Linked DNA regions of Mus musculus: all the other regions are linked to region 3. Evidence: chromatin contacts called from public Micro-C and promoter capture Hi-C data. All regions are on one chromosome and are shown on one strand. Each heading gives the region's core, a stretch centred on a gene start, on an enhancer-like site or on the middle of the called end of the contact. The rest is flanking DNA. Distances are from core to core; before and after follow the strand shown.

What was found. Promoter capture Hi-C pulls out the DNA fragments that hold promoters and counts their contacts. A called contact is a pair of places that touch in the nucleus more often than the background predicts.
Region 1: a promoter capture Hi-C map of second pharyngeal arch cranial neural crest shows a contact between it and region 3. The contact joins the promoter of Gsx2 here to the promoter of Phox2b in region 3. A contact is called at or near these places in 6 of 39 promoter capture datasets (cranial neural crest, embryonic stem cells, frontonasal cranial neural crest and 3 more) and 7 of 484 Hi-C or Micro-C datasets (embryonic stem cells, epiblasts and stem cell-derived epiblast-like cells).
Region 2: a contact with region 3 is called in a Micro-C map of embryonic stem cells, with 5 times the contacts expected there. The contact joins the promoter of Spata18 here to the promoter of Phox2b in region 3. A contact is called at or near these places in 1 of 39 promoter capture datasets (cranial neural crest) and 1 of 484 Hi-C or Micro-C datasets (embryonic stem cells).
Region 4: a Micro-C map of embryonic stem cells shows a contact between it and region 3, with 27 times the contacts expected there. The contact joins the promoter of Pdgfra here to the promoter of Phox2b in region 3. A contact is called at or near these places in 3 of 39 promoter capture datasets (cranial neural crest, embryonic stem cells and hippocampal neurons) and 3 of 484 Hi-C or Micro-C datasets (all in embryonic stem cells).

Annotation. Positions count from the first base shown.
Region 1 is chr5:75,072,441-75,076,938 of GRCm38.p6, forward strand. Gsx2 (GS homeobox 2) reads left to right here and starts at 3,161. Exons shown (of 2, transcript NM_133256.2): 1 at 3,161-3,897. The coding sequence starts at 3,321.
Region 2 is chr5:73,649,385-73,653,574 of GRCm38.p6, forward strand. Spata18 (spermatogenesis associated 18) reads left to right here and starts at 1,996. Exons shown (of 13, transcript NM_178387.3): 1 at 1,996-2,288. The coding sequence starts at 2,202. Gm34902 (a long non-coding RNA gene) reads right to left here and starts at 2,470. Exons shown (of 2, transcript XR_377025.3): 1 at 2,389-2,470; 2 at 1,596-2,084.
Region 3 is chr5:67,096,614-67,101,074 of GRCm38.p6, forward strand. It overlaps Phox2b (paired-like homeobox 2b), which reads right to left and starts at 2,513. Exons shown (of 3, transcript NM_008888.3): 1 at 2,088-2,513; 2 at 1,063-1,250; 3 at 1-9. The coding sequence starts at 2,328. It overlaps Gm33167 (predicted gene, 33167), which reads left to right and starts at 2,067. Exons shown (of 4, transcript NR_166599.1): 1 at 2,067-2,304.
Region 4 is chr5:75,150,425-75,154,632 of GRCm38.p6, forward strand. It overlaps Pdgfra (platelet derived growth factor receptor, alpha polypeptide), which reads left to right and starts at 1,827. Exons shown (of 23, transcript NM_011058.3): 1 at 1,827-2,033.

The DNA of each region.
Region 1 (4,498 bases), core at 1,911-4,410, 8.0 Mb after region 3:
CATCACAGGCGCTGGGGCAGGCAGGGGGTGGGGTGTTACTATCAAACCATTTGAAAACTAGAATCCAAGTGTTCAAGTCTTAAGGCTGAGCTGGAAGGAACCCAACCTCAGAGCCCAGTGGCAGGAAGGCACTGTTGTTCTTTTTACAGCTGCTTTGATTTTTTTCCCCCCTAACTGGAAGGCAGGATGAAGATGCTCTGTCTTGGAACAGGGAAAAGCAATTTTGTTACCTTTGCCTTTGTAACACCGTCTCCTACTCAAGGGAGACAATGCTGGCCCCTACCATCCTCAGCAAAAAAGAAGGAAGCAAAGGGCTTCCCCTCCCCTTAAAAGAACTAATTTTCTCCTTGAATTATGAAAGTAATGGCTAAGGTAACAGCCTGTACTCTGTACCAGACTGCTTAATGCCGAATAAATCCTTCCACGTGGCTCCCCGAGTCCTGGCAATTAGAGCTCATTACAGGCTCATAAGAGCCCTCATTTTAGGGCTTACTTAATGGACGATGAAATTTTATCAGACAGAATCACTGAGAAATAAAATTGTGCGTTGGGGCAAGTGCAGTGGACATGTCTTGCCAGTCTACTGGCCTGCTCAAGAGAAAGCCCAGCCCGGGGGTTCTCTTCTGCTCCGAGCAGTTTGCAGTGCTGCTTCAGGAGCAAAGGTTGCAACTCTGCCCAGGCTGTGGAGGGTAGGCTGGCTTGGTGAGATGGCAGGGGGTGGAGCTGACTTTTCTGGAAAAAAAGGGAGGGAGAAGACAGATATAGAGGGCTGAGGAAAAGAAAGAGCAGAGGTGATAGAGGAGATACACCTCCCCCCAGATATTTGTTTTTGGTGGGTCTAAGCAATCAATCAAGGACTTTAGTGAACAAATCTCTCAGAAACAGTCCAGCCTTCAGCCTCAGTCAGGCCTGTCCTGAAGCATCCCCCTGAAGGCAGCCATCAGCACCCCCTTCCCTCCCAGCCCCCTTCCTCTCAAGATCCCTTGACTGTGGACTTTGAATGCATCCACAGTCCAACATAAACCAAATAACATGTAAGTTGTCTGACTCGGAGCCCCTAATATGAATGGGTTTGTACAGGAGAACCATTTCCAAAACATTAACAGAGCAATTCTTGGAAGCACACCAGAAGCCACAGAGAATACTGTCATGCAAGTCCCCGAGGACTGTAGATAACCTACCTACCCAGAGAAAGAAAGAGTATACGGCTGGCTTCTCTGGGCATCATCCTATTGAAGCCATTGTGCAATATAGGCCTTAAACACATATCCCGTGACTGGCAGGAGAAATAGCTCAACTAAGGACACTTGTTGCTCTCTGGAAGAAGACCTGGGTTTGGCTCCCAGTACACATATAATGACTCACAACCAAGTTCTAGGGGGATCTGATGGCCTCTGGCCTCTGAGGACACCAGGCACAAATGTGTGCACATCCTTGCATACAAACAAGCACAACCCTCCTCACTTAAGTAAATCTTTCAACATAAATAATAATCTACCACAAGGCTATCTCCGTTTTTGAGCTCCAGTATCCTTTCACAGTGTTAGAAAAGACTTGTAAAGAATGCAGAAGCTGCTTGCTCCTCTCCAGTGGAAGGAGAGAGTAGGTTGGTCGGAGCTGGGCTGGACTATGTGGGCTGGATGAAAAGGAGGAGCTTTGGAGGCTGTCTAAGGCAAACCTTGCAGTGCAGAAGTAGTTACAAGTGAGCGGGGACCCCGTGCTCAGCCCCGAGACTCCTTAATTGTTGTCACAAGATGTTGGATTAGCACATTTCTGGAATAGCTGTCTGTTTACACTCAGGAGACCCACCGTCCACTAACCACTTTCTAATTGAATTCTAATCACATTCAAATAGCTCAATAACCAGCCTCAGCTGCAATTCATAAAACTTTAATTGCCATCCATAAATCCTGGGCTCCCTAGAGTGGGGCATCCCTACAACCCAATTATACACTTCCAGCAGGCAAGAGAGGGGTGGTCACAGAGATGGAAAGGGGAAAGAAAGACAGGACAGACACAGAACCCTGAGCCTCCAACTGCTGTTCCCTGCCCTTGATCTTCAAGTTAACTGTCACTGTTGTAAACTCACACTTGAAGTTAGCCATTTTGGTAAAAGGACAGGGGAGAAATTGCTGTCACCTCTGTGGCCTTGACTTTCTCCCAAAGACATCTAGATGGCAGCCACCTAGCAGGTAGGTGCACAAGTCTTTCTGAGCCACCAAATGGAGGTCTGCTACTAAACTGCTCCTTAGGTACAGGCAGGATTCCACCACTAGCTGAATGGCGGAATAAGCAAGGATGCAATAAGCATCTATTGAGAAGGGTGGGGTGGTGTTAGCAGGAGATCACTTAGACCAAGGGACCGCAAGGGCCTCCTCCAGCTGCTACCCCAGTCTCTGCAAAATGTTCCTGGTGAAGTTTAGCGGAGGTTGGGCTTGGAAACTATGTAACTGCTTGAAATAAGAAAGGATTGACTCTTTGCAGAAGGCAGAGCTGCTGGTTAGAAAGATGCACAAGGAAGGATTAGTGGTCTGAGTGACCTCAAGAGAATACAAGGACATTTGAGAATTGATGTAGCCTGGAGTGCTTGGTTTCTAAGCTGGGTTGTTACCCGCCAGACCTTGGCCAAATCGAAAAGCTGGGGAGCAAGGGCAGATATGAATGTGGTGAGCGTTAGACCGGCCGACCTCCACTACAAGGCCACATACGCTGGTCCAGAGCAGAAGTCTCAAGCTTTACTGCGCAGCTAGGGTTGGCTCCTAGGAGCTTAAATGCATTGGTTATCTCAGTTTAAATGGCTTGGAGGTCCCCACCTGGTGCTCTCTGCAGTGTGTCACTGTGAAGCGTTGGACAGAGGCCCAAGCGAGGGAGGAAGGTAGGCAGAAACTGGATCGCTGAGATTTTCCGCTGAGAGTGATGGAGGGAGAGGAGGTCGATCCCTAGCAAAATTAACAGACCCTACACTTAGCGAAGTCTCCCTCTCCCCCTCGTTCTTCCCTGCCTCCCCCCACCCCCACCCCTCCGCTTCTGTTGTGACTCGGGCAGCCTATCCCGAGGGTGGGGAGCTGCCGAGGAGTCTGAGCTGAGCGGTACTCCGCAGCATCACGTGCCGCGGTGGGGGCTATAAAATCCTGGAGCCGGGGCTCCGGGCGGGGGACGTGAGGACCAACCCTCTCCAGGGACCCCTTTGTTCGAGTCCCAGACACCTCAGCATCCCCAAGGACTTGACCGCCCGCGTGCGCCCAGCTTTCCGGACAGTGCTCAGATAGCAGAAGGAGAGAAGGGGACTCAGCAGCCCGCAGGACAAGCCATCCATCGACATGTCGCGCTCCTTCTACGTGGACTCACTCATCATCAAGGACTCCTCACGGCCCGCACCCTCGCTGCCGGAATCGCACCCAGGGCCGGATTTCTTCATCCCGCTGGGCATGCCGTCCCCGTTGGTGATGTCAGTGTCCGGGCCTGGCTGTCCGTCCCGCAAAAGCGGCGCTTTCTGCGTGTGCCCGCTTTGCGTCACCTCGCACCTGCACTCCTCTCGCCCGCCCGCAGGAGCTGGTGGCGGAGCTACGGGGACCGCGGGGGCTGCAGTGGCGGGCGGCGGGGTGGCTGGAGGCACCGGCGCTCTACCTTTGCTCAAAAGCCAGTTCTCTCCCGCTCCTGGGGACGCGCAGTTTTGCCCACGGGTGAGCCACGCACACCATCACCACCACCCACCACAGCATCATCATCACCATCACCAGCCCCAGCAGCCCGGCTCGGCTGCAGCGGCGGCCGCGGCGGCGGCGGCGGCAGCTGCGGCAGCGGCGGCTCTGGGACACCCGCAGCACCACGCACCTGTCTGCGCCGCCACTACCTACAACATGTCGGACCCACGGAGATTCCACTGCCTCTCCATGGGTAGGGCGGGGTACCTGCGTGCCTCCGGGGAAACAAACTTTGCGCCACCAGGGAAGGAGGTGGGAGTAAGGTGGGATCTTCTGTGGAACTGTTGAGATCTTCCCCTAGAAATTCCACGGAGGTGGAAGTTAAGGAGTCAACTTCTTGGCGAGGCCTTGTGCCCTTAGCTCTACAGGTGCACAAGTGTCGCCTGTTATCTGGGCTTTGGAGACCTGGATCAAGACTTCAGAGAAATAGGAGGTTAAACTGACTGAGATTTGGGGTGGATGCGTTTGGACCTCAGTGTGGCATCTTAGCTTCCCTGTTGGTTAAAGGCTGTCTGTGCCTTTGGCCGAGGCTGCTAGCTGGTTAGCTTTGCTAGGCCAATGGAAGACAGACAAGGGGAAGGAGAAGGCAGTAGGTGCAAGTTCCACTGGAGTCCTTTAACTTAAAATCCAGGACATTAAAGGCCTTAATTCTCATGAACGTCTGTCTTTCTTACACTCCCAGACAGACCAGGGACAAACATGGATGTGTTGGGTTAGACTGGGTTCTGGAGCCGCGTTCTTTCCAAGGGTTGTCAAGTAGAGTGGGGTCACTTTTTTTTTTCTGCGGTTCATCA
Region 2 (4,190 bases), core at 746-3,245, 6.6 Mb after region 3:
CTGAGCCATCCCTCCGACCCAGCATGACTGCCCTCCGAAAAACCCAACAAGCGGCTGAAAGAGTCAGAGGCAGATATTTGCACCCAACCAATCAATGGACAGAAGCTGCTGACCCCTGTGGTTGAATTAAGGAAAAGCTGGAAGAAGCTGAGGAGGAGGGTGACCCTGTAGGAGGACCAGCAGTCTCAACTAACCTGGACCCCCAAGATCTCTCAGACACTGGACCACCAAACAGCATATGCTAGCTGATATGAGGCCCCCAACACATATACAGCAGAGGACTGCTGGGTCCCGGTTTAGTCAGAGAAGATGCACCTAACCTTCGAGAGACTGGAGGCACCAGGGAGTTTAGAGGTCTGGTGGGGTTGGGGAGGGAGAGGGTAGGGACATCTTCGTGGAGACAGGGGTGGGGCTGGGGAGGAAGTGTGGGGTGTGGAACAGTCAAAGGGTGGACCGGGAGGGGTATAAAATACGGAGCATAAATAAATAAATAAATAAATAAATAAATAAATGATTTTTTAAAATGAGAACCAATTCACAGAATTAACCACAAGGGTAGTGTTCGTCATGTCTAATGATGTTTTGAAGTTTTTTCCCTTCTGATGCATTTGGAGGGTGCTGTGTGCTTGCAATGTCTCTAATTCTCACAGCAGTCTTATTTTAACGGGAATTATACCAGTTCACTATGACACCCATTTGATATTCAGGATTTTATCTTGCATTATTCTGCTTTTACCATAATTTTCTCCCTTCCCTTCCTCCTTCCCCCCTCCCCTCTCCCCTCTCCTTTCCTCCTCTCCTCTCTCCTTTCTCTCCTCCCTCCCTCTCCTCTCCTTCCCCTCCCTCCCCTTTCCTTCCTTCACTTCCCCTCTCCTCCCTCTCCCCTCCCCTCTCCTCTTTCTTCCTCTCCTTCCCCTCCCCTCCTCTTTCTTCCGCTCCCCTCCCCTTCCCCCTTTCTCTGTACTTGTGTGGAGGCCAGATATTGTTTTAATCTCTTCACCTTATTTTCTTGATACAGGATCTCTGCCTGAACAGAGAGCTCAGGAATCATCTAGACCAATTGGCCATCAGTCCCAGGGAATCTCCTGTGTCAGTGCCCGGATTTAAAACAAACAAACAAACAAGAAACCCAAACAAAACAACCCCCAAAACCTCCCCATGTCTCCTGTGGATCCACTCAGGACCTCGAGCTTGCATGACAACCACTTCTCGGACTGGTAAATCCTAGCAACTCCGTTTTAAAAAGCAATTTCGTGCAAATGGAACAGAGGCTAGATTTCCTCTGAACAGCAATACAGGTCCCTGACACAGCGAACAGTAAGACACGAGTGTCATGGCACCCGCCCACCCCCACTTCCCACACAACACAGGCTTGCACCTGATCGTGCTGAGGAAGACCTGGAAGTCAGGGCGAGGATCCCGCCCGGTAGTGTGTGTCTTTCTGTACAGTACAAACCAACGGACAGACCCACGGAGGAGGAGGAGGGCACAAAGCCCAAAATGAAAGTAGTAAAAAACGGACATTGGAGTCCCAATTTCACAAATGGAGAATTAAAGGCACTATGGGTGGAGGAATAAAGAAAGGGCCAAGGAAGTGGTTGCCAAAAAGTCTACTCAAAATTTTCATGAAGTTAACTTGCTTTCCTACGTACGCACTGCCACCCAGTACGGGGTGCAGCCCCGGGTTAGGTGCCCTGCGGTTCCCAGCGCAGGGTCCCACAGCAGCCCCCCACCCCAGGGTCTGGGTGTCCTCCAGAGGGTAGCACAAGTCGGAGTTTCGACGCTTCTGTGCCTTCGCCTCGGGCCCGTTACGCCACGGCGCTGGGTGGGAGGAGGTCGCGGTAGGGGTGGGTCCCCAAGGTCCCCAGGCTGGGAGCGAGGAGTGGGGGGCGGGGCGTTGCTCCGACGCTAGCCCCGGGTCCCTGGCAGCCGGCCGCCACGTCAAGGTTTGTTTAATAATCGCCGGGGTATTTATGGCCTGGTCGGCAGGCGGCTGCGGGGGAGCCAGAACAGCGCGCCGGGCAGGGGGGACCTGCCCGGTCCGACCCGAGGGGGAGGATGGACACTCCAGCCGCGTTCTGAGCCTGTGTGGAAGATAACATCCTTAAGCTACATCACCCCGTCGTTCAGCCTAAGCCACCCACTCCCTCGTCCCCTCTACTACTAGATCTCCCGGAGTCGGAAGCGCGAAAAAGCGCGCGATGGCAGAAAGCCTGAAGAAGCTGGCCAAAAGCGAATCTTTACAAGCACTGCAGGATAAAGTCACCTACTGGGTGAACGACTACAACGTGAGTCAGGGTGGGAGATCCTAGGGCTCACAACCCCACCGCTCTTGGGACCCTAACGGGGATCTCAGACTCCTACCCAGGTCAAAGAAGAAAGCCCCACCTTTATCGGTGGTGGGGTGACTCCAGCCGTAGCGCTAACCAGTATTCGGTAACCTTGGACACCCGCGGCCCTAGCAACAGAAGGGTAGCTTAGAGCTGCCAGCCACTCCCATTCTCAGGACCTTCCCCCCTCCTTCCCTTTTTAGGGATTCCCGGAGTGAACTTTCCCTACACCTGGGTGCTATTAAGGAAAAGGGGCACTTGTAAAGGTTGCACTTTTTGTTTGCCCGCTGGTCAGCATGGCTATTAGGGTAGCAGGGCAACTTCCAGGAGGTGCTGGCAAGGCTTTTGTAAGAAATTACTGTGTCACCAGCACACTGTCACACTCAGAAGCACACTCCAAACTTCATGAATGCCACTTCAGCGGTGTTTCAACAGCTGCATGTTGAACTTGGCTCTCTTCGATGGAAGTGTCTTCAAGAGGAGGCTCTGAGTTTTACCCAGGCGGGGAGCAGTCAGGAAAGTGACGGTTAGGTTCTCCATCTCTATGTGGCTACAACTAGCCAAATAACGTTTCCTAGCCACACTGGGTCTCAGCATCTTATCTGTTCCATTGTTGGGATTGGATTAAACAATATGTAAACTTACTTTCTAGATCTCATTTTTAAATAATGTAGATCATCTTGTTTCTGAATTTACATCTGAACGTATCCCATATCTTGTTAAGTGTAGTTTCGATTTGGATCCGTTGCTAAGCACAGTCCTGTAATCCCCCAAAGAGGTTTTTATTAGTACTAGGGAATCTTGACTTAAACCTTAAGATCTGTATTCCCTACAGCAAACTCTAGTTGTTAATAATGTTAGTTGTAGAAGACTATATTTATTAAAAAGCTGTAAACTGTGTTGGTTTGGAAGGTTAATTTTGCAGTGTATACTCCTATTGGCTTAGCTAGAATTAACTTTAAAAAAAAAAAAAGTCACGTATAATCCTTTAGAATCATGAACACAGTTAAAGCCATTCCCCAGTAGGAAACTTTAAAAGAAAGTGTGTAAATGGCTCAGATTAACTCTAAACACAATGCACACTTTCAAGTTTTCCCAACTAAGGATGATTCGGGCTAATACCTGAGTTAGCTTTGCTGCATGAAGTTCCTTCTCTGGCCCTCTTCATCTCAGCCTTGATTTGAGGAGCCCCACTGCTGCACTCACCACTGTGCTCTGAGACAGGCTTCTTTTCTTTTCAGAGCATATGGTGTGCCTTCTGTACTAGATGTGGGGATTATTAGCACTGGAAGCTATATTTTTAATTAAAAACATTTATTTTATGTGCATGGGTGTTTTGCCTGTGTATCTATCACCTGTGCAGTGCTTGCAGAGATCAGAAGAGGACACCAGGTCCCTTGAAACTAGAGTTAGAGATGGCTGTGAGCTGTCCTGTAAGTGCTGAGAACCGAACCAGGGTCTTCACTAGAGCAGCCAGTGAAGCCATCTGTCCATCCCTAATGGAGCTGAATCTTAATGATGAGCCTCAATCTGCAGAAGAAAAGGAAGGGTAGAGGAAGCCTCATGTGCAAGATTTAGGATTGGTGGGGGCTGGGAGGATCGACACCTGATGAAGCTGAGAAGGTGGGGGGTTGGGGGCAGATACCAGAGAGCTTTGAGGGGTGTGTTTGGGAGTTCAGCCTTTGTTTGAGGGCCAGAAAGGGACTCTGAGAGCATAATGCAGAAAGAAAACCACTTAGGATTAGGTGTATACAGGCCGTTCTAGTTGTCTTATGATGGGGAAATGGGAATCTCTAGAAAAAGGGTTTGGAGCTAGGTGATACTTGAGGCAACAGAATGTACGAATGAATCAGCCTGACA
Region 3 (4,461 bases), core at 1,263-3,762:
GAACCACACCTGCCAAAGAGAGGGCAGGCGATTGAACCGGTGAACAAAACCAGAAACCAAAGTGGCGCTCGAGACCCACTCTGTTTCTCACACACACACACACACACACACACACACACACACACACACACACACACACTTCGCTGTATGAATGGACCATTGAGACACTACAGAGCAGAGTCCGACAAGTCTGCCCTTCTCGCTGCTACTGCCTTTGCTGAGAAACTTTCCTAGGACCCAAACGAAAGTGCCAAAGAAATGACACCGTAAGGGACAAGTACAAAGATAGCAGGAAGGCCCTAAAAGTGAAGCCTTTTTCTTTTTCTTTTTCTTTTTCTTTTTCTTTTTCTTTTTCTTTTTCTTTTTCTTTTTCTTTTTCTTTTTCTTTTTCTCTTTCTTTCTTTCGTTCTTTCTTTCTTTTTTTTTTTTTCCGTACTCTTAAACGGGCGTCTCACCTACTTCTAGGCTTCTCAGGTCTAATGGTGGAAGGAGGGTGCCTTTCGCTTTGGTGACACAACGGATCCACTGGCCATCCACAGAGGAACCTTCTTAGTGCTCACCGACCTTATACCCAGCTAGGGGGACCAGCTCCAGAAAGCACCTTTGCTCCCAATTGGTTAGCTATAGTAAGGTGCGGGTTTCTGACTCTAATGGAGTAACAACCCCTTCGTGAATCTATTTCAAGTCCTGGTTACTAGGAAATTACTCCTTGCGCCAGGGGCACTAGATTTTTTAAGGGCGCTTGAGTTAAGAGGCACTGTGGGCAAACGAATCACGCAATTAAGCTGACATAGATACAGGTAGAGGATGCAATCTTCCTCTCACGGGACACTTCTCTCCAAAAAAGCCTTGTTCGTTCAAACTCCCAAACCCCTGCTTTGGTGGGAAACACTGCAGTTGTGAATAAATTACCTAGAGTCTGTGTCCTAGCCCCCACCCCCCATCCCCGCTCGTGCGCATAACACTCCAAATCCCATTTCTGTGACGGGCCTGGGTCCCTTTGGAACCGTAAGCGTCAGCACCCACCCCCTCACTGCTGCTGCGGCACTCGGTCTCCCGTACCTGGACTCTCGCCTCGGTGAGGTCGATCTTCAGTGCTAGCTCTTCCCTGGTGTAGATGTCAGGGTAGTGCGTCTCAGCGAAGACCCTCTCCAACTCTTTGAGCTGCGCGCTTGTGAAGGTGGTGCGGATGCGCCGCTGCTTGCGTTTCTCGTTGAGGCCGCCGTGGTCGGTGAAGAGTTTGTATGGAACTAGAGGATGACAGAGGAGACTAGAGTGAGCAAAACAGTCAGGATGTGAAGGGCCACTGAACCAGAACGCGGGGACCAAGGTCAGATAGCCCGGGAGCCGCTACAGACACCAGGCACTTCTAGAAGGAGGTTTTAGTTACGGCGACCTGCCAAGAAAACCCAGCAAATTAGTATCATACAGAAACAGGGGCGCGAGTGTAACTTTGTGCCTGTTTTTGTGGCCCAAGTGCCTTTGGGTGAGATGAAATAGCAAGTTGGAGAGTGTTTGAGGCCCCAAATGGAGGATAGTTCATTCAGCAGGAAAACAGTCCAAAACCATCATTAGTTGGAATATCAGAAAGCCAGGAACGAAGTTAACCACTCACGCCCACTGTTGCAACTTTTCAATTCTCAGAACTTGATACCGCAAAGTTGGGGGATAGTGCTGTAAAGAAAACCAATAAATTCAAGAAATGATCATAAAAATGACCGGCCAAAGAGGTGTGAGCCGCTGTCGGTTCTTTTAAAAAAAGAGACACCGCCAGTAATGAGCTTTACTCTTTGTTATTTAATTATTTTCTAAGCTTTACGTCTCATCGCAAAGTAAATAAATTATGCCTATCATTTTGGCAGCTTAAGATAATTTTGTTGGCGGTTCGGGTGTGACTAGGATAGTGTAACCCTGTAAGTGAATTACCCCTCCCTGCAATCGCTTCTAACGTGATAAATTCTTTCATTTGTGTAAGCAAATTTCGTTTGGTAAATACTAAACACATTTCCATTTTCAAATGCAATCAAGGCTTCCTATATACGAGCGGAAAGGCAGCTTCTTCCGCTGAGAGAGCTAGCGGTCCTTACCTGCGGCGTACGGACTGCTCTGGTGGTCCCTGAGGGTGCCCAGGCTGCAGGATCCCGGCGTGAGGGACGGGCAACCGGACGTGGCCCCAAAAGTGGTCCTTATCGGGTTATACTGGAAGCCACTGGCCTGGCTGCAGGAACTGAAGTCTGCATATGCTGAAGCCAAGCTGGAGGTATCCATCCCGGCCATACAGGACTCGTAGGCAGAGGAATTGAGGTAAGAATATTCCATTTTATACATTGAAAAGGTTCTGGATGGCTCAGCCAAGTGGAAAAATGAAATAAAAGATGGATGTGGAGACGGTGGCTGGAGTGGGGAGATGTGCACTGCTCAACGCCTGCCTCCACACTGGCCTCCTTACTACCAGCCGAGCCTAGTTTTATGAAAAAGCCTCCTGTGAGATGCCTTGTCTGAGGTCTCTAGAGTATATAGTCCTCATAATAAACTTGGCTCTTTCCACTTGGACAATAGCAAAGCGGTTGGTCTTATTGCTGGCGCTTTTTACATGACAATAACTCATCCGTCTATTGGGCTGGCACTGGGGAACTGAGCTGTCCAACCTCCCTATCATTGATTCCTGCATCTCTAATTAGAATTTAATACCACACCATTACGCACCGAGCCCCTGATCCTCCCTTCTAACCAGCTCCTGCCCTTTAATTCAATCACGCTACTTGGAAATAATGAAAGTTGGGTGACGATTTTCCCTGATCCAATTTCCAAGAGCTTTTAAGCCTTTTTAACTGATCATATACCTTAGGCATAAATTGAGATAGTGTGTTTCCCCCCTTCTTCGTCCTTTTTTTTTTTTTTTTCTTGGTTAGGGAGAAGAAACCTTGATGTCATAGAAAACCTGTTTTGTAAGAGTGTTACACGCTCAATTTAACAACAAGCCTTCCCCCGAAGTGCATGAAATGCTATAAAGGACTGGGACATTGGCAAGACTCAGGCGCCCTGTAACATAGCGTAAGTGGGCCAAAGGGTTTTATGTGAACGATAAGAATAAGCGGATTTCTTTAAAATACACCTAGTCCAAGGGGTTGGAAAAAATAGCATCTTATCAATTGTGTTTCTCCTCGAAGCTTAATGTGCTTTCCAAAGACGTGGGCAGACAGCCCCTTTACAAGAGTAAAATAAACAACCGAGTAAAGCTCTCAAAGGTGAAACATCTGGATTTCCTACTGAACGTTTCTCTGCGCTTAGCAGTGCTGTGTCTGCCTGCGTTAGTTCAGATTTGCATCGGCGTGTATGAAACTTCCCGTGGTGGAGGTTCGTTTTAATCACTCGCTAGCTACCAAGCCCAGCACGAAATGTACCCAAATGGGGGTCTCCTTTTCCAGCCCTTTGCTCTCGCACTCTCTTTCGCGTCCCAATCCCCTCCAGACTTGGAGTTTCCCAAAGAGGATCGCTGCCTGTTTGCCCTTTAGGTTTTTGGACTTCACGGAGCAATTTAAGCAAACAAGGCAACGGCTCGAAGCAGCGCACTTTCCTAGTTCGATTCCTCGGGCTCTTGGGTCCTGGCAACAAGGCGCAGACAAAGAAGCCAGCCGTGATTTGTGGACCTCCTTGGCCCTATGATTTAAGCGGAGGGTAATTTTCATTTGGTTCGTTAGACTCTAGCAGAATAAAGGGAAATATTTCATTAAATCCTTCCTCTCGGTGGACAAGAGGGGGGAAATGCTTAGTTGAATCGCCGTGCGGTGTAAACAAACCCTGGATATTTTATATGAATTAAATGTGTAGATAATTAGTTTTATTGCATTCATTACCCCCTTTATGTGCTCTGTAACAAGTCAGTAATTAAAGTAACAAACTCATAAAGTCTTTATAGGGGCATTTAGGCGTTCAGTGTTTGCCAAACTAAGTGGTTTAATTCGATGCTAGTGCTGGGGAGTGGATGGGCGCCCGCTCTCCACTGCCACCCTACTTTATTGCACACTAAACCGCTGCAGACGCTGTAATGGATTAAACCCACAGCGACACCGGCCCCCAGCCTTTTCAGCCTCGGCCCAGGTGTTTGCGCATCCTCTGTACGGAAGAGCGCTGAACTGGCGAGTTCAGGCAAGGAGACCCAGCGAGGAAGCTGGTGATAGTTTTATGGGGAGAGCTGATAGTTTTATTGCAGTTGTACGCTGTACAATGCGTATTTGATAAAGAAGGGCCCTTGGTGAGCAACGTGCACTTTTTTTGTGCACGAGGGTAAGATGAAAATAAATGCGTTCAAGGTTTGACTGCGGCGGGAAACAAATTGCAACACTCTAAATGGTTTTTCTTTATGGTCACCAGACAAGAGGAGAAAAGGGGATACAAACATCTGTCTTCAGTCCCTGAACCTAAAGGCCAGCAAAGACGGATGCGAATCCAAGGGTTATT
Region 4 (4,208 bases), core at 577-3,076, 8.1 Mb after region 3:
TCGGACTCCTTTAAAACGGCTCTGAAATGAACTGTGAAGTTACCATTTGTGGGAGGAGAACGCAGGGGCCCTGCTTGAGGCAGGTAGTGGGATTAGAGCTGGTAGGGTGTTCCTTGCAAAGCAGGCTCTCCTCTGCAGACGCTCAGCCCCAAACTCACCCCCTCCTTGGGTACCTGCTACAAAAACCTAAATCTTGACTTGCTTTTAACAACAGATGAAAGCCCCCCCAACCCCTCGCTCCGTGTGTGTGTGTGTGTGTGTGTGTGTGTGTGTGCAAGCCTGTTCGCAGACCTTACCATCCTGTTCATTATCTACAAACATTACGGTATCCTGCTAGCATTCCGAACAAGGGGCTGTTCATACATTTCGCCTTCAACGGTTTCCTGAAGGAACATGTGGAAGTAATAGTGAGCAGGGCAGTCACCCGAGCTGAAGATACACCAGAGGCGGGCGTGCAGAAGGGCGGAGGAGAATTGGGGCTCTCAGCCCAGCTCCAGGCATCCTCTTCCCGAGCCTGATATCCCCACGGTCGGTCCTGTCCCATTTAGGGACAGCACTCGGCATTTCGGGGAAACCTCTGTGATTTACGCCAGAGCCTCAGGTCCACTATAGTGGTGAAATAACCGATGGTTATTCGACGTTTTGTTATCAACCTGGTCACCTTGTCCATTTTAATTTTGATGTGTGAGATGGAGGTGGTGGTGGTGGTGGTGGTGGTGGTGGTGGTGGTGGTGGTGGTGGTGGAGATAGAGGACTTCTCACACCCCCCCCCCCACACACACACACCAAAAGCATTCAAAAATAGAGCGCAAGTCGAAGGCCCTCCCTTCCCCCACCCGCTCCGGGAAGTCCCGCTTCGCCCAGGTTTGGTTCCTGGAGTGTCAGCGCCCCCTTTCCCTCGCCAGCAGGATCGCCGTGTCCCAACTGTCTCTCGCTGGGTGTCTTGGGTTCCCTGGTTTGTGGCTCAAACGTCCTGAAAGCTTTCCTAGGGTACGTCGCGTGCGACCCACTCGGAAGGGTGGAATTTAGGAGGATAAAAATCCTTCTGCCATCAAGATGCAGAGGGCAGGCATTTGGTAGTCACGCCTAGCCTGAGCGTTTTCATATGAAGATAGAAGAAGCGAGGACCAGATAACCCCCGAAAACAAAGGCAGGACCAGATAAGTGGCTCCGAAGGGATAAAGGTCGTTCTTTCCTTCTTCCGGAGAACATCCCAAAGGTACGCCGAGCAACCGTTATTTGCACACCGCCTCACAATCCAGCCTTTCAAAAACCCATCATCTTCCTATTAGACTCCACAGTTTCCTAATCCCATTAAAGGATTAGCAACTACACGGCACTTTCCCTTAAGACCCCCAGTTCAAAACGACGCAGCCGCGTTAGAATTTCTCCCCAGGGCCATATTTCTAGCGAGGCCCAGACTGTCTATAGAAAGGATAATTTGAATTCTAGATTTATATTCGTTTTAGAAATGAGCAGCAATTTTACGTGTATTTTCTTTTCGAAGAGAATACAAAACAATAGCACCCCCACCCCCAAATTGGGAAGTCAACTCATTTTGGAAATGATGGCTGTTTGTAGTTTCCTGAAACCTCTTTCCCGGCAGAACGTCAACACCTCCCCCTTCGGCCCCCCACCCCACCCCATCTGGTTTGCTCCCCCCTCCTCGTTGTTGTTGAAGTCTGGGGGTTGGGACTGGCCCCCCTGATTGCATAAGAGCAAAAAGCAAAGAAGAGGTCTTGAGCCTGAGAGAGTCAGAGAGCAAGGAGTCCTAGGGAAACTTTTATTTTGAAGAGACCAAGGGGGGGGGGGACTTCATTTCCTGACAGCTATTTACTTTAAGCAAATGATTAGTTTTTGGAGGACGGACTATAACATTGAATCAATTACAAAATGCGGGTTTTGAGCCCATTACTGTTGGAGCTTGAGGGAGAGAAACAAACGGAGGAGCTGCGGGGAAGGACTGGAAGCTTGGGGCTTACTTTTCACTCCGGGTATCGGATTTTCTTTGCAAATTGACATAGAAGGAGAAGGTAAGGGAGAGGAAAAAGTGACTTTTGTTTCTCAAGAAGGTCCCTGATCATAACTTGGGGCTGCAAGAAGCTAAGTAACTTCAAATTTTGGGCAACGAGGAAAACAAAAACAAAACAGCTGAGTTCAGTGGTGTGTCCAGAAAGTAACTTATTCTGAATAAACTTCACTGGAATGGGGGGTGTGGGGGGGTAACCATTAGAGAGTCAAAGATAAAAAAAAAAAAAGAAAAAGAAAAAGAAAATGAAAAAAAATCCAGACCTATTTTTAAAAGCAATGTTTTTTTTTTTTTCCCTACACAATCCTATAGCCTTCCAAAGAAATTGTTAGGCTTACATTTTTGAGGTTTTCCTCCAGGGTGGGGGTGGCGTTCGTGCTTACTGGGACGAACACCAAGTAACATTGGGGGGGTGGAAGCCGCGGCGCTTGGCCTCTTGGCAGTGGGTCACGGAAGAGGACAGGTTTTTAATGAGTATTTTCATTCGTCGCCCGCGGTTTGGCGGGACTACGCTGTAGCGGGTGGTGCGGCGCGAAGCTTGGGGAGGGGGCGCACCAGGAGAAGTGTGTGTGTGGAGGGGAAAGGGGCGCCGAGTGGGGCGCGGGAAAGCGCTAAGAAAAAAGGGAGGTGTGAAGGGCTCGGCTGGAGGAGGTCGGACCTCGGATGCCGGCCGGGCACACTCGGCGCCAGTCGAGCCCTCGTAATTACTGGACGGCGCTGCTGTTGGAAACATCTGGGGCCAGACTTGAGCGCGGCGGTGGCGGCTGCAGCACCGTGAGAGGGGCGCGCGGGCGAGGGGCGCAGCTCCAAGGGTTCCGGAGAGATTGGAGCGAATTACTTGGGTGCTAGAAGCCTCGGGCGGAATCCGCAGTGCGCTGGGATCGTGCGCCTCTCACTCCAGCGACGGAGGCAGCGGCGGCAGCGGCGGCGCGGACGAGCGATCTGGAATAATGACAAACACATTTGGCCTCGAGTGAAGAAGTCGTCCTGGCCTCGCATTCCAGCAACTGGGATTTGAGGAATTTCAAACTGCACTCCGAGGGGCCCTCATTGTGCTCCGTAGTCCCCACCCCCACTCGGCTCACTTGCGTCTCCAGTGGAGTCTTTTCTGCACGGCCGGGGGTTGGGGGGGCCTGGCTCTTGCTTAGTCCTGGCCGCAGGCAGCAAAGAGGCAAGATCCCTGGCTAGGAGCTGACCTCTTGTGAAGAAGTCAGGACATCTCTGAAAGGACAGACGTGGGTGCAGGTAAGCAGAAATGTAAGAGGCCAACCACCCTCGCCTCCTGCCTACGGAACTCTGGGTGCTTCTCTGCCCTGGGATGATGGATGCGAGGCACTGGTCGCCTGAACGCAACCTTTCCAGTGCCCCCCCCCCCCAACTTTCCTCCCAACGCTCAGTATCCTGCAAAACTCAGGGGCGGTCTCCGCGCAGCCTTCCCTCCTTCACCGTTATTCCCTTGGAAATCAGTTTATACATGTGAGATTAACTTCCCTCGAGCAGGGCCGGGAAAGCAGGAAGCGATCTCTTGGCTTTGAAGCTTCTGAGGTCGGCGATTCTTTCTGTTTGGAAGGCGTGTGGGGCAGTCTGCAGAGTAAGGCAGTATGACTCGGCCCTGGTCTGCAGCAGGACCAAGCCAGAGCCTCGCAGCCAGGTGTGCAGGAGTTGCCAGTGACTTGGCGACCAGCCTTGGCGAGAAAGGAAGTGTTGGCCTGTTTGTCTGCTGTGGGGAGTCCTTGCAGAACCCGCGCTTAGAAACTCCCAGGTCTGCTAAGACCTCTAGAAGACCCGGAGGGTGTGCATGGGGGAACCCAAGCTGGGGAGGGGGCGTGGGTGGCACTTTTAAAAGTCTGGGCTGCCCAGCGTCGGACAGAGCTGCCCAGAAAAGCCCCAGGCTGGGCGGTGTGGGAAACGGCTTTTTGGCTTCGTGGCGGAATTGCTCAATGTTTTGGACTGAATTGCTTCTCCTGAATGGTTTCGGATCAGTCTTAGGCAGCCTTGAGGAGCCGGAGGAGGCCTCTAGTGTAAACCCACACTGTGGTCTGCAGCTGTACAGCCCCAGATTTAACACCCAAAGTCTCAGAAGAGGCTCGGGGCTCAGGGCGCTCCTCGGGCGCACCTCTTCTGCCGTCGCACTGGAGTTTACATAACCTCTCTTAGGCTCGGATTTTCCCCTGACCAA